2 separate regions of the Zea mays genome follow, and region 1 is linked to region 2. A link is a contact called in public Hi-C data. All regions are on one chromosome and are shown on one strand. Each heading gives the region's core, a stretch centred on a gene start, on an enhancer-like site or on the middle of the called end of the contact. The rest is flanking DNA. Distances are from core to core; before and after follow the strand shown. Region 1 holds the start of LOC100274910. Region 2 holds the start of LOC103649841.

The links. A called contact is a pair of places that touch in the nucleus more often than the background predicts.
Region 1: a contact with region 2 is called in a Hi-C map of bundle sheath, with 2.2 times the contacts expected there. The contact joins the promoter of LOC100274910 here to the promoter of LOC103649841 in region 2. A contact is called at or near these places in 3 of 25 Hi-C or Micro-C datasets (bundle sheath, leaf and tassel).

The regions. Positions count from the first base shown.
Region 1 is chr3:22,996,944-23,002,998 of Zm-B73-REFERENCE-NAM-5.0, reverse strand. It overlaps LOC100274910, which reads right to left and starts at 2,374. Exons shown (of 1, transcript NM_001149162.2): 1 at 1,378-2,374. The coding sequence starts at 2,237. The coding sequence ends at 1,785.
Region 2 is chr3:22,452,408-22,459,120 of Zm-B73-REFERENCE-NAM-5.0, reverse strand. It overlaps LOC103649841, which reads left to right and starts at 2,719. Exons shown (of 2, transcript NM_001323508.1): 1 at 2,719-2,935; 2 at 3,105-4,654. The coding sequence starts at 3,319. The coding sequence ends at 4,308.

The sequences.
Region 1 (6,055 bases), core at 1,125-3,624, 540 kb before region 2:
GTCGGCCATGGCAGCTGTCCACATACAGTACGTACTAGCAAGCACTAGAGCAGACAGACAGGTACCGGCGCCGGGCCACCATGTGCGTGCCCGACGACCTTTTTGCTGCGTCTACTGCTATCCAAGTCTACAATATCTGCCTAGTGCCTTCTGCTCTGCTACCAGTAGGTAGCACATGGTGCGGTGGTGCCGTGCGGGGGCGAACCGTGCGACGCGTGCACGCAGGCACAGCACAGCGCACAGACGACGCAGCTGGCGCTGTGCAGTGCAGTGCATGGCATGCGCGGTCCGGTCCGTCCACACGAACACGACCACACTGAGCTTCCGTTCCCCGTTGCTCTACTGCGCGTCTAATTAAACGCTACGCCATGTGCGTTCAAACCTAGCCCTGCCCCCACTCGCGCTAGGTCCCCGGCCGGTCTCCTGGGTTCACACGCCTAGAGCGTACGTACCCGCGTAGTACCGAAACGGAAGTCGTGAATCTGTGATGCTTCGTACACAGATCGAGATGGTCGGGCTCTAGACTTGATTTGCCAATAATCTTGACGTAGATCGATCGCTCCAACAAGCAACTGATTGCGTGCTTTAGGCTCCATGTCTGGTCAAGAGCTACTATATACTGTATTCGGGGCCACGATGACAATGTGTCATCATATACTTGCTTTGACTTGACCATACAACCAAGGTAATGAATGGTTCTTTCTCAATTATTTACGTACAGCGTCGGAATACATTTGTCCTTCCCTGGTGCTGTCCGATGGTTAGCAATCAAAGTTGGCTCGCCTATCAGTAGCAATATCAACTTGCTTTTTTGTGAAGGGAAATGGAACGGCGGCAGCGGCGCACTCAAAACGTGTGCCTACAAAGTCAACAGCTCGTACAGTAAGCCTTGTACACATGGACGGCCGACGGGTTACGATTCACCAAGTAAAAAATAAATGAAATACTGCATGCGCGAGCGCGACAAAATAAAAAGTCCACAAAATTATCCGCGGATCAGGGGGGGGAGGGGGGGGGGAGTTTTTCCAGCGCTACAAGATAGTAGCAGGTGGGATTGGTAATTGTTGACGATGCTTTTTAGTCCAAAAATATATATGCTGCAAATTTTTATTGGGTACTCATGAAGATGCTATGACAACAGAGGTACTCTTCTTTTTTACGAAACACTATCCTAATTAATTAACCTTCCAAATCGGTAAGAAAAAGAATTACAGTTTGTTCATCACAGAAGAAATGTGCTACAATAATATGTGTGCGAACGGACAGATCCATTCAAGTCCAAAAGCTATGCTATATTAATAGTATATATCATTAATATAATACTGTATACATAAAACTAATAAACATGCCATCGTTAGCAGTCATAGGTTAAAAATAATACATAAAACGCAACGAATAGTTAAACACGTCATTTTTTCGGACGGTACATCAACTGCTCCGATTAAAAGGTATTTTCCTGCAACCAAAGCAACGAACCAGTCTCACCTGTCCACACGGAGCAGCGCACCAAAGAGAGCCACTAAAAAAATTACGATTACATGATGGGGATTCGGATCAGTAATTCACCGAGGGGAAGGTACGCACTGTGTGTGCTGTGCTGTGCCGCCCGCGGACGATTGCGACCACCGTCGGCTCTCGGCTGACATGACATCACCGACTCACCGGGCCAGCCACCTCCCAGCAGCAGCCGAGCTGACGCGCACGCCCAACGGCCCCACGCTACGGCTCTCCTTGGCTGGCGCGGTGCAGGAGGCAGGTGACGATGCGCCGCGCGCTACGCTACGCTACGCCTGGACGCGCGCCGAGCGAGGGGTGGCCGGCGCCTCCGGCTCCGGCTCCGCGTTCAGGTCCAGCCCGGCACGCGGCGACGGGGCGGTAGCGCGGACGACGGCTACAGGCTCGTCGGGCCGCGGCTGCGCCGGCTCCTGCTGCGTGGGGGTCGGGGTCTCAGGCGCCGGCGCGCCAGGGGCCGGGGTCGCGAAGTCCTCCCAGGAGAAGCTGGGCCGCCACGCCGGCGCGCGCGGGGCGGGCCGGGCGCCGGCGCCGCACAGCCGGCGGGAGGCGTCGCGGATGCGCCGCAGGATGGCGTAGAACTCCTCGACCTCGGCGTCCGAGGCCTCGTCGACGGCGACCGGGGCGGCGGCAGCGGCAGCGGCGGCGGCGGCGTCGGCGTCGCCGGTGATGTCGGCGTCGGGGCGCTTGCGCTTGCGCCTGGCGGTGGCCGCGCTCGCGTCCATGGTCTCACGGGCACGGCGTGCTGAGCAGTGCGCGGGGAGGAGCGGGCATAGCAAGTGTTTGGTGGCTTAGAGGAGTGTTTTCGAAGAAAAGAAAAAGGACCGCTGGTTTATAAGGCGGAAAGAGCAATTATGCGGAAATATGTTCTTTTTCTTTGAAACTTCTCCGGGCGATGGAGTGGTCTTCTTTTTATACGATGGGCCAATTGTTTATGCACACTGTTATATAGTTCTAGCTAACACTACGGTCTAAAAAAGAATAGTTGTCGACAGAGGTAGCATAAGTGAGAATTGGAGATGGGTAGCATGAAGAAATTACCCCATTAAAGATACTCCCTCCGTTTCTTTTTATTTGTCGCTGCATAGTGCAATTTTGCACTATCCAGCGACAAATAAAAAGAAACGGAGGGAGTATCTATTAGTCCATTAAGGGTTTGTTTGGGATCAAAGGTAATGGAGTGGATTGAGGGGGCTAAAATCCCTCACTACTTAATTTTGAATAGTGAGGGATTATAGCCCCCTCAATTCCCTCCATTACCCTTTGTCCCAAACAAGCCCTAAAGGTTTGCACCACCAGACGATGCACGTAGTAGTTTAGCGCCTCCACGAACCGCTTCATCATCGTCGCGACGTTGTGCCACGACTCTATTTTGTAACCACCACCACCACTTTGGGTGATAGGCCCCACATCGCACATAGGAACGTGTCCGCGCACGACATCGACGGGACACACTGGTCTCTAGGCTCAGGTGTCGTTGATAACTGTCGATGTCGTTGCTCTGTTGGTGGCAGCCATCCTTGCCAGAGTCGTCAGGGGAGGCTAGGAGGTAGTGCAGCTATAGACTGGAGGTCATAAGCTCATGGCCCGCACCTCACATGTCTTCACTTGGAGCTACTCCATGTCCAGCGCCTCCAACCGGGATACGACTAGGTTAAACTAGAAGGGCACGTCTAGTCGCTCCGCCTCCATGGTCAACACCATGGCTATGTGCGTGAGCACGTCCCTATACTCGTGCATGGTTAAATCCACCAAATAAATTGCACTTAGGCTTAACAGACCATCAAAACCAATGGTTCAGATCGTTGGATAACTCACTCTCCCTTACTCACATAAATCCAATGGACAATATTATTTGCATTATCCCTTATCTTTCAACCCTTCCCTCCCCCTTGCCCTCACTAGCATATAGCTTGTGTGTCACACCCGGTTTCAGAAGTCAAACCGAATGTGAACTATGTACGTGGAAGGATAAGAACTCACATACACAACGATTACATAGATAAAATACCATTGCACAATGCTCTAATAATAACATAAAGGGTATTAGACTTACAAGAAACAGATGTCGAAGACACCAACATATTCATTGACTTCACAATTATCAAAGTGCTAAAACGGAACGTAGCTAAGATAAAGGACTTCCATTGGTAATTGACTCGGGGATTACACTTATCGAGGAAATGATCCCTGGTCTCTAGGACCTGCCAGTTAGATAGTGCAATGAGGAAAGAGCCCTTGATCGTTGGGGTCGTTGGTCAGTTGAGAGAGGTGGATACGTCAACCCTGAAAGAGTCCACCCCCGGTCGAACCTCGCGCCATCGAGCCCAAGGTCGGGCGTGACGGAACTAGATGGGAGGGGACGAGCTTGTCGAAAGGGAATCACTCGAGTGGATCACGCGTCTGGCCTTAGACTGGCCTATCATAAATAGCCGACCACATTTAACCATGCTTGGCACTGAGCCATAGCGCGGGCGCCGATCCACTTCCCACTCATAACCCCTCGGGTCAAATACACATTCATGACCTACGAGCTCCCGGGACCGCGACACATTAATGGCCTGCACGTCACTTGCCCTACGACGCACTCATGGTGAAAGGGAATTAGGCTTACACCTAGTTCCTAAATTATTTTGGTGGTTGAATTGCCCAACACAAATAATTGGACTAACTAGTTTGCTCTAGATTGTATGTTCTACAGGTGCCAAAGGTTCATCTACAACTATACTAATTCGACTGACCGGAATACCGTAGATTATTCCGGACAGGAGAAGCTTTTTGGAAAAACAGGCCAAGCGCGGACCGTCCGGGCCTTTGCGGCGGACCGTCCGCGACACAAGGATGACCCTCGGACAGAACCAATACAAAAACACAAGTTTCCACTACAGACTGTCCGTAGGAAAAGCAAAGACCGTCCGAGCCCTCGCGCGGACCGTCCGGCCTCAGGCGCGGACCGTCCGGTCGGTAAGAAACCGAAAAACCCGAAGGTGACGGGTTCGGAGAAATGAATTATAGAGGGCCTCGCGGACCGTCCGGGGTGCACGACCGGACCGTCCGCGACTGGCTCTGTCTGACATCTGACGACGCATTAAATGCAATATAGCCGTTGATATAGCCGTTACTGCTGACCGTTGCATTTTCAGCCGTTGATCTACAGGGGCGGACCGTCCGCACCAGGAGGGCGGACCGTCCGCGCTCAGCAGAAAGGCCCAACGGCTAGGAAGTGGTTGGTGGCTATAAATACCACCCCAACCACCTCCATTCAAATCATCCAAGCATTCCAACCTTCAACATTCAATACAAGAGCTAGCACTCCATTCAAAGACACATTCAAAGCCTCCACCTCTCCAAGTTTCACAATTGAGAAAAGAGATCATTAGTGATTAGTGACTTGAGAGAGGAAGTGATCCGTGTGTTACTTGTCGCTCTTGTCGCTTGGCTTTTTAATCGTGCTTTCTTGATCCTTTCATCGCAATCAAACTCACTTGTAATTGAGGCAAGAGACACCAATCTTGTGGTGATCCTTGTAGGAACTTTGTGTTCCAAGTGATTGAGAAAAGAAAGCTCACTCGATCCGAGGGATCGTTTGAGAGAGGGAAGGGTTGAAAGAGACCCGGCCTTTGTGGCCTCCTCAACGGGGAGTAGGTTTGAGAGAACCGAACCTCGGTAAAACAAATCTCCGTGCCTCACTTGCTTATTCGCTTGGGATTTGTTTTTCACCCTCTCTCGCGGACTCGTTTCTTTATTACTAACGCTAACCCGGCTTGTAGTTGTGTTTATATTTGTAAATTTCAGTTTCGCCCTATTCACCCCCCCTCTAGGCGACTTTCAATTGGTATCAGAGCCCGGTGCTTCATTAGAGCTTAACCGCTCGAAGTGATGTCGGGAGATCACGCCAAGAAGGAGATGGAGACCGGCGAAAAGCCCACTACAAGCCAAGGGAGCACTTCATCGGAAGAGTCCCGCACCAAAAGGAGGGAGAAGAAGAAGAGCTCCTCCAACAAAGGGAAGGAGAAGAAATCCTCTTCTCACCACAAAGAGAAGAAGGAAAAATCTTCTTCCCACAAACCGCACCGGAGTAAGAACAAGGAAAAGAGGATGAGGAAAGTGGTCTACTACGAGACCGACACTTCATCAACATCGACCTCCGACTCCGATGCGCCCTCCGTAACTTCTAAACGCCAAGAGCGTAAGAAGTTTAGTAAGATCCCCTTGCACTACTCTCGTACGTCTAAACATTTACTTTCCGTCCCATTAGGCAAGCCACCAACTTTTGATGGTGAAGATTATGCTAGGTGGAGTGATTTAATGCGATTTCATCTAACTTCACTCCACAAAAGTATATGGGATGTTGTTGAGTTTGGTGCACAGGTACCATCTATAGGGGATAAGGATTACGATGAGGATGAGGTGGCCCAAATCGAGCACTTCAACTCTCAAGCAACAACGATACTCCTCGCCTCTCTAAGTAGAGAGGAGTATAACAAGGTACAAGGGTTGAAGAGCGCCAAAGAGGTTTGGGATGTGCTCAAAACCGCGCACG
Region 2 (6,713 bases), core at 1,470-3,969:
ATGTTGTCGAAATTTTATATACGAATGTTAGATGTGTAGTATAGTAGCATTCTGGGGTGTTTGTGGACCCCGGGGTGTTACACCATGGTACCTCGGTCCACAAGCCGTCGCTTGGCCTTCACCTTCGCTTAGTTCCTCGAAGCCCTTTCCTTGCTATCTTCACCCTATCAAGCCATTCTTGAGTCACATCATATTGATCATTCATTGAGAGAATCATTTCTTCAATATTGTGAACCTTGCTTGAATGTCTTCTAGATATAACCGTTAAGATTAATCAAACTCTAGTTTGATTCTCATAGAAGCATATATGGACTGATAGTAATATGGTCAAGCCAATCCACGATTCCTCATATCTTATTCACTTTGGCTTGACCAATCCTCTTAATCATTTCATCCTCTATTCTGATCATATGTATGAAGTGATTTCTCAGGTCTTGTCCATATATTCAGACCAATATAGAGATCATATTATATCCATTTGCATTGTCTAATTGGTTATTTAACCTCGTGTTGAACCTTTGTTCACTGATCATTATACACTATCCAAGTATGTTCATCATACTGAATTTCTTGTTCAACACTTAGCAAAATCGTTAGACCTTTAAATGTGTTGTTATCCAAATCATCAAAACTCACAAAAGGGATGAATGCACTTTTAGCTCAACTATATCTTCGCATAAAAGCATGGGCTTCGGTTGATCTACGGAGGTAGCTTTATCTCTTTTGTGCTTGTACTGTTGATGAGCTTCTGCTTCATCTATGTTATGAATAGCCTTTGAATCTATCCAGTTCCCTTCGGCCCTTCTAGCAGCCTCTTGACTCCCATGCACAACTATGGGGCCTTGGTCTGATGGTATCTTCATGCATAGATATGATGGATGAAGTATTGCTTCGAAGACGTTTAATGTTCCTCGCCCAATGATTGCATTATATGGATACTCCATATCAACAATCTCAAAGACGACTTGCTCTGTCCTTGTATGGTGAACATAGCCGTAGGTAATCGGCATTGTTATCTTGCCAAGTGCCACTATCTACCTTCCTCCAAAGCCACAGAGGGGATGTGTTGCATCATGTATCTTATCATCTTGCTCTTGCATCTGCCTGAAGGCTTTTGCGAAGATGATATCTGCTACGCTGCCTGTATCGACAAGGACATTGTGAACCAGAAACCCTTTGATAACACAAGATATGACCATTGCATCGTTATGGGGATAGTCTTTGAGCTGAGGTCTTCCTGAGAGAAGGTGATTGTAATGTGTGACCATTTGGATTTGATGAAGGGTCCTTATACTCCAACATGTTGTACCATTCTCTGTGCTTCCTTCTTCTGCTTCTTGTTAGCTGGCTCAGAACTTGAACCTCCGTGATTGGGAGCACCAGCTTCGTAGCCGAAGGTGTCACAACTTGATCACCTTGCGAAGCCATTGTCGTGGTCGTGGAAGTGAGTTCTCCGGAGGTGGGCACCAATGTTGGTCACTTGTTCTCGAATGCTGTGAATTAAGAACAAGGCAACACAGTCGCTAGGGATTAAAGACCTTCGTCCTCCGAAACATTGTTTCCTCTTGGATTCAATGATCATCGGACGAAGGCCATGAAGGACATGCCTTCATCATATCATAAATAAATAAAAATGTAAAGAGATAAATACATTGATGATTACTCTTTAATACATTCATACTTGTACTCCGTAAAACATGTATAAATATCAATAAAATTCACGTTATATTGATACATTCGGCTTGCTCGAAGGTGAAGATGCGAGCGAGTGATTACAATTCAGCGTGAACAGTAGGGTGTTATTGTTCATCTATTTATAGGCACGGGACGCATCCCAGGGGAAATTACATTCACGACCCTCAACATTCATCTAGAGACAACCTAGATTAACAAGGTCTATCTGGTCTTTTCTTCTTCTGCTTGACTTGAACAGAAACTAAATGGTAGCTTTGACATTTGACTATGTTGATTCTACATTAAGTCTGTCTTGAGAATTTTCGGCAGAAAAAAAGTAGACTTATGTACCATTTTACCGAAGATGTTTTTGTTGAAAACTTTTGTCGGAAAAGAAGACACCCAACACTTTACGTCGCCGCCATAAGTCACCAGCGTCGTACCATGACTTATGGCGTCTAAAAAAGATTCAAAGAATCATATTACATCCTTTATAAAACCAAACGTATATTCTTTTAGTAAAAAATTAAAATGCAAAAAAAAATGGTTTCCCACAGCCCTAGCAAAACACAATCGCCACTTCATTCCACCCCCCGTTTCGATGATGGGTGGGGACAAAAATACAGGGACCCACATGTCAGTTAAAATCTGACCATGCATGAGGTCATGGCACGGAATAGTTCTTTACTACTAGGCAACCAGCACGTTGTACACTGACTGTGGGGCCAACCGTACCTTGGGTCCACAAGTCACTGTGTGCTTGACAACACAGCATTGGCAGATCCATGTGTACGTTCTCAGCGCCAGGAAATTGCGGCCGTCCTTTCCTCCTTTTCCGTTAAGCCGATAATCTTCAATGACGCACGGGTCCAAGATTAGCTTGGGCCCATATGGCAGTGTGGGAAGCTGAATCCGGACGCGTGACGCGAGGTCTCGCGTGGTGCGGCGGGCACTACGTCGTGGATGGGGAAGGGGATTAAATATCGTCGGACGAGGCGTGGCCAACCCCTTTCGCTCCTCTCGCCGCTTTGGGTTGGGGTTTAAGCGCGTGTAAGGGAGGCCGGAGGCGACGACGACGGCGCCGGCGTCGGAGAAGAAGAAGCAGACAACTCTCGTATATGTCTTCTTGCCCCTTTTCCGATCTGGTGGTCGTAGCGCTCATCATCGCCGTCTTCGCCGTCATCCTCCGCGCCCTCGCTTGCTCTGGCCGATCTATGCGCAAGGGGCTCAACGGCTGGAACAAATCCTCGTCGATGCTCAGGTCCGTGCCTTTTTTCTTTTCCTTTCAATTTCACCCGCAAAAGGTTCATTCTTTCATCGATCTGGGTGGTTTTGACCGGGTTCTATGGCCCTGTTCGTCCAGATCTGGTGATTTCTTGGCTGTTCTTTCCATGGGGTTTTGACAAAAAAAAAATCACTTGTGATGGCAGGGACGGGTTCGGGGTGAAGTATTCCGGATTCCTCCACATAAGGCCGTGCGGCTTCTGTAGAGGAGATTGACGGATTCGGCCGATTTGCGCTCGTCTCCGTCATTTTTTTTGCACCCAGAGTTTCTTGTTTTTCTTTAGAAGTTTTCCCCCATAGTTTTTGGCAATTTTGGCGACAAGTTTTGGAGTTCTCCCCGTCGGAAGAGATAGAAGAGAGATGTCTCCGTTGAACCAGCAACAGGTTCTCCTCAAGAAGGCCCTGGCGAAGAAGCCCAACGCTAAGAAGATGTCTGAGTTTGGCCTTAAACCCTCTGCTGCCCTCTTGAAGTCCCGGACGCAGCAGCTGCCGGCGCCGGTCCAGCCGAGGCGCCGCGTCCGTGTCCTATTTGAGGACCCCGACGCCACGGACTCGGACTCCGACTCGGACGACGAGGAGGCCGGCGGCACCCCATCAAGGACCAAGCGCTTCTCTTTTGAGGCCTTCATCGGCAAGGCCCCAGCCAAGCCGGTTCTCCCGGCGGCGGCCGCTGTCGCCGCGTGCACCAGCGGCGGGGCGCCGGAGCGCTACCGCGGAGTGAGGCTCCGCAAGTGGGGCAAGTGGGCGGCGGAGATCCGCAACCCGTTCACCGGCAAGAGGCAGTGGCTTGGCACCTTCGACACCGCTGGCGCGGCCTCCGCGGCCTACCTGTCCGCCTCCCGGAGCTTCGCCGACGAGAAGCGGCGCCGCCGCGGGCTGCCCGTGGCCGCGTCCTCAGCAGACACTCCGGCAAGCGGCAGCACCCCGACGGCTTCCTCCTCGTCGTCCGCCTCGACCGCTCCATTCGCGCACCCGTCGCCGTCGTCCGTGCTTGAACCGAGCAAGGAAGCGCGGAACACGCAGTCCCCAGAGGCGACGCCCGCCCGGCCGTCGACCGACTCAGCGCAGCTGCCGGAGGACCCAGAGTTCTACCAGGACCTTCTGCGCGGCCTGCAGCTGCCCGACATCGACCCGCTGGACTTCCGCGCCGGGCTGGACGCTCTGGATCTCTCCGATGCGGACTTCGGCCTGGACGACGAACATGACCTCCTGCTCGGGGACTTCGGGGACGAGGAGATGGAGATCGACCTCGACCTCGACGACATCAACGACGTCTTCCCGGAGATGCCCGGCTGCGACCTCGGCCGCGGCATGGACGACTTCCTGCAAACCGTTGATTTCTGCGTGTGAATTAAAAGGGAGTGTGCCCTTGATATGTTAGGGTTGTTTGGTTTCATAAACGAGCCCCTGAGAGTGTGCTTGGAAAGGGGAGATGAGATATCTTGGGTTTTTTCCCCGGGCAAGTTGGATCTGCTCGTGCCCAGGAGATTTCCTCTTTGCCGAACACACCACCATTAGCGGCCGGAGAGAAGAGGTAATTTTGGTAGGTTATATTATGTTTAAGGTTTAAGGTATAGTGCCTAAGTGTTTGCTTTGTTATTTGGTAATTGGTAATGCTTGTCAAAGACATTGTAGTGGACAAGTTCATTGAGCTGTTACTATTAAGCAATGAAAGGGAAAAAAATAAGTTTCGTGGTAGCTGTGCGCGCATTCGCCTTTATTTACTGTGTTTGGTTCGAATGCTGATGTGGTTCCGAGCTTGTGGTGGACTCTTCGATGGTGCGATCCCGGAACGTAGGTCGTGCTGCGTAGTGTCGTTTGACTAATGCGGGTGGATGCTTATGCCGTGATCGTCGTGATAATCAAAGATTCCTTTTTTGGGCAGTGCGGAACAGTAAACAACATGTTGATATTCTATAATCTAGAGTAGTCCGTCCGTCCAAAAACAACAGTATACCTGCAGGCTGAGTTATGTTCAAGTGGATGTATAATATTCATATGTTCCTATACTGATTTGTTACGGAAATAATATATTTTTTACAACTAATCTAATACAATTTACTTGATACTATAAATATGAGTATTTTTTATCTTTAATTAGGCAAAGTTAAGATACTATCCAATCCGAAATAGATATATTTGATTTGATAATATTCAACTGTTCCCGTTCGTTGTGATTTCGTAGGAAATCGTTTGTGCACGGGCGCGGGGTGTGTAATTGTGTGGACACACTTGGGAGTAACCAATTATATCCGCTGCATCGTTGCACCTTCTCAGTGTTTTGTTTAGTGCTAGTCTGATTGTGACCGGACAGTGGACACCCAAGGCAAGCACCTGCCTTCTGCAGCGAGTCCAGACTGCCCCCCCGGCGCGGCGAGAGCTGCGTGACTCGGCGTGGGCTCCGCGCCACCCATGCCGCGCGCTTGTCGCATCCGAGATGTCCTTTCGGCCACCGCTGCACTGCCGCTGGACAGCCGCAGCCGGCGGCATTGCGCTCACGAGTCCCCGCGCAAGTAGACCGCCGGGAACCCCACATGCACAGAGAGAGAGAGAGACGAGCGAGCGAGTACGCGCGGATACGGACCAGACCACCTCATCACCCTCCTCTGCAGCTCTGCTGGCTCACTCTCTCTCTACACCCGGCCGGGGACGTATCCACTCGGCGCGCTTTTGGCCCGCTGCCTCGCTCTCGTCCTACGGGGCGGGGCAAGCGGCACGCCACCATCCTTGGCGCGGCGCGCGGGCACGGGGACCGGACCTTTGCCGGTGCGTGCGTGTGTGGCGCGCGCGCGGCGCAGGTGCCTCTCCCGCGCGCGCTGGAGATAAGGTTCCCGATGAGGCCGCATCTTGTGGCTCGGTTCGAATCGGGCCGGGACCCCGCGCGCAGCCGCAAGTTGGGGGGTGGACGGAAAAAGAGAGGAGGTGCCTCGATTCCGGCTGCCGCGGTGGCGTGGCGTGGCGTGGCGCTATCCGCCTATCCGACGGGATACCATACCATGCCATGCATCCCCGGCGTGGCACGAGTACACGACGGGTGGGAGTGGCTATCCTATTCTAGGACCAGGCGTGCGGACGGTGGTACACGCACGGCGGCACGCTGTACGCCACGATGCGGACGTTTAGTCTTCGTTTTTTTCCCAACCCCTCCCTCCCCCCGTCGAGCCTGCCGCCGCCGGCCGTGCGTACCACCCCTACCGTTTCTGTTTTGAGGCTTTCCGCAAAGCGCTCTCCGCCGGACAAAATGATGCGTCTACGACGCTTTGCACTGCATACTTGCGTTTGCCTGAGGGCTGCGGCCGGCGTGTCTAAGACTGCACTGCTGACTGGGCTGGACCGGGGGCCACGCGAGGACGCCAAGGGGGAGCTGGTGGGACTGAACTCGCTGTCGCTGGGAAAGTGAATGCGGCTGCGCGGTTGGGGGTGGGGTGGGTGGCGGAGGTGAGGTCGGGGCCGGCCGTCTATCAACGGGACGGAGCCATTGGAGTAGCACGCGATGAGCGTGGCGCCACTGTGTGGGGGCTGCGCTGCGTTTGTGCTTCGTGCAGCGATGTTGGCTGCTGTTGCCTGTTGTTGCACACACACAGGCCAGCGCTTACTGTAGTTAACATGTGTTTTGTTTCGAGACTAGAATGGATATTACATGTTTCAATATTAGGTTTTTTTGCCAGATATATTTTAATACAGAAAAAATGATAGTACGAAGAACACACGTGTGATCTTACAATGCTGAACGTGAACAAAGTAGAAAAACAGCA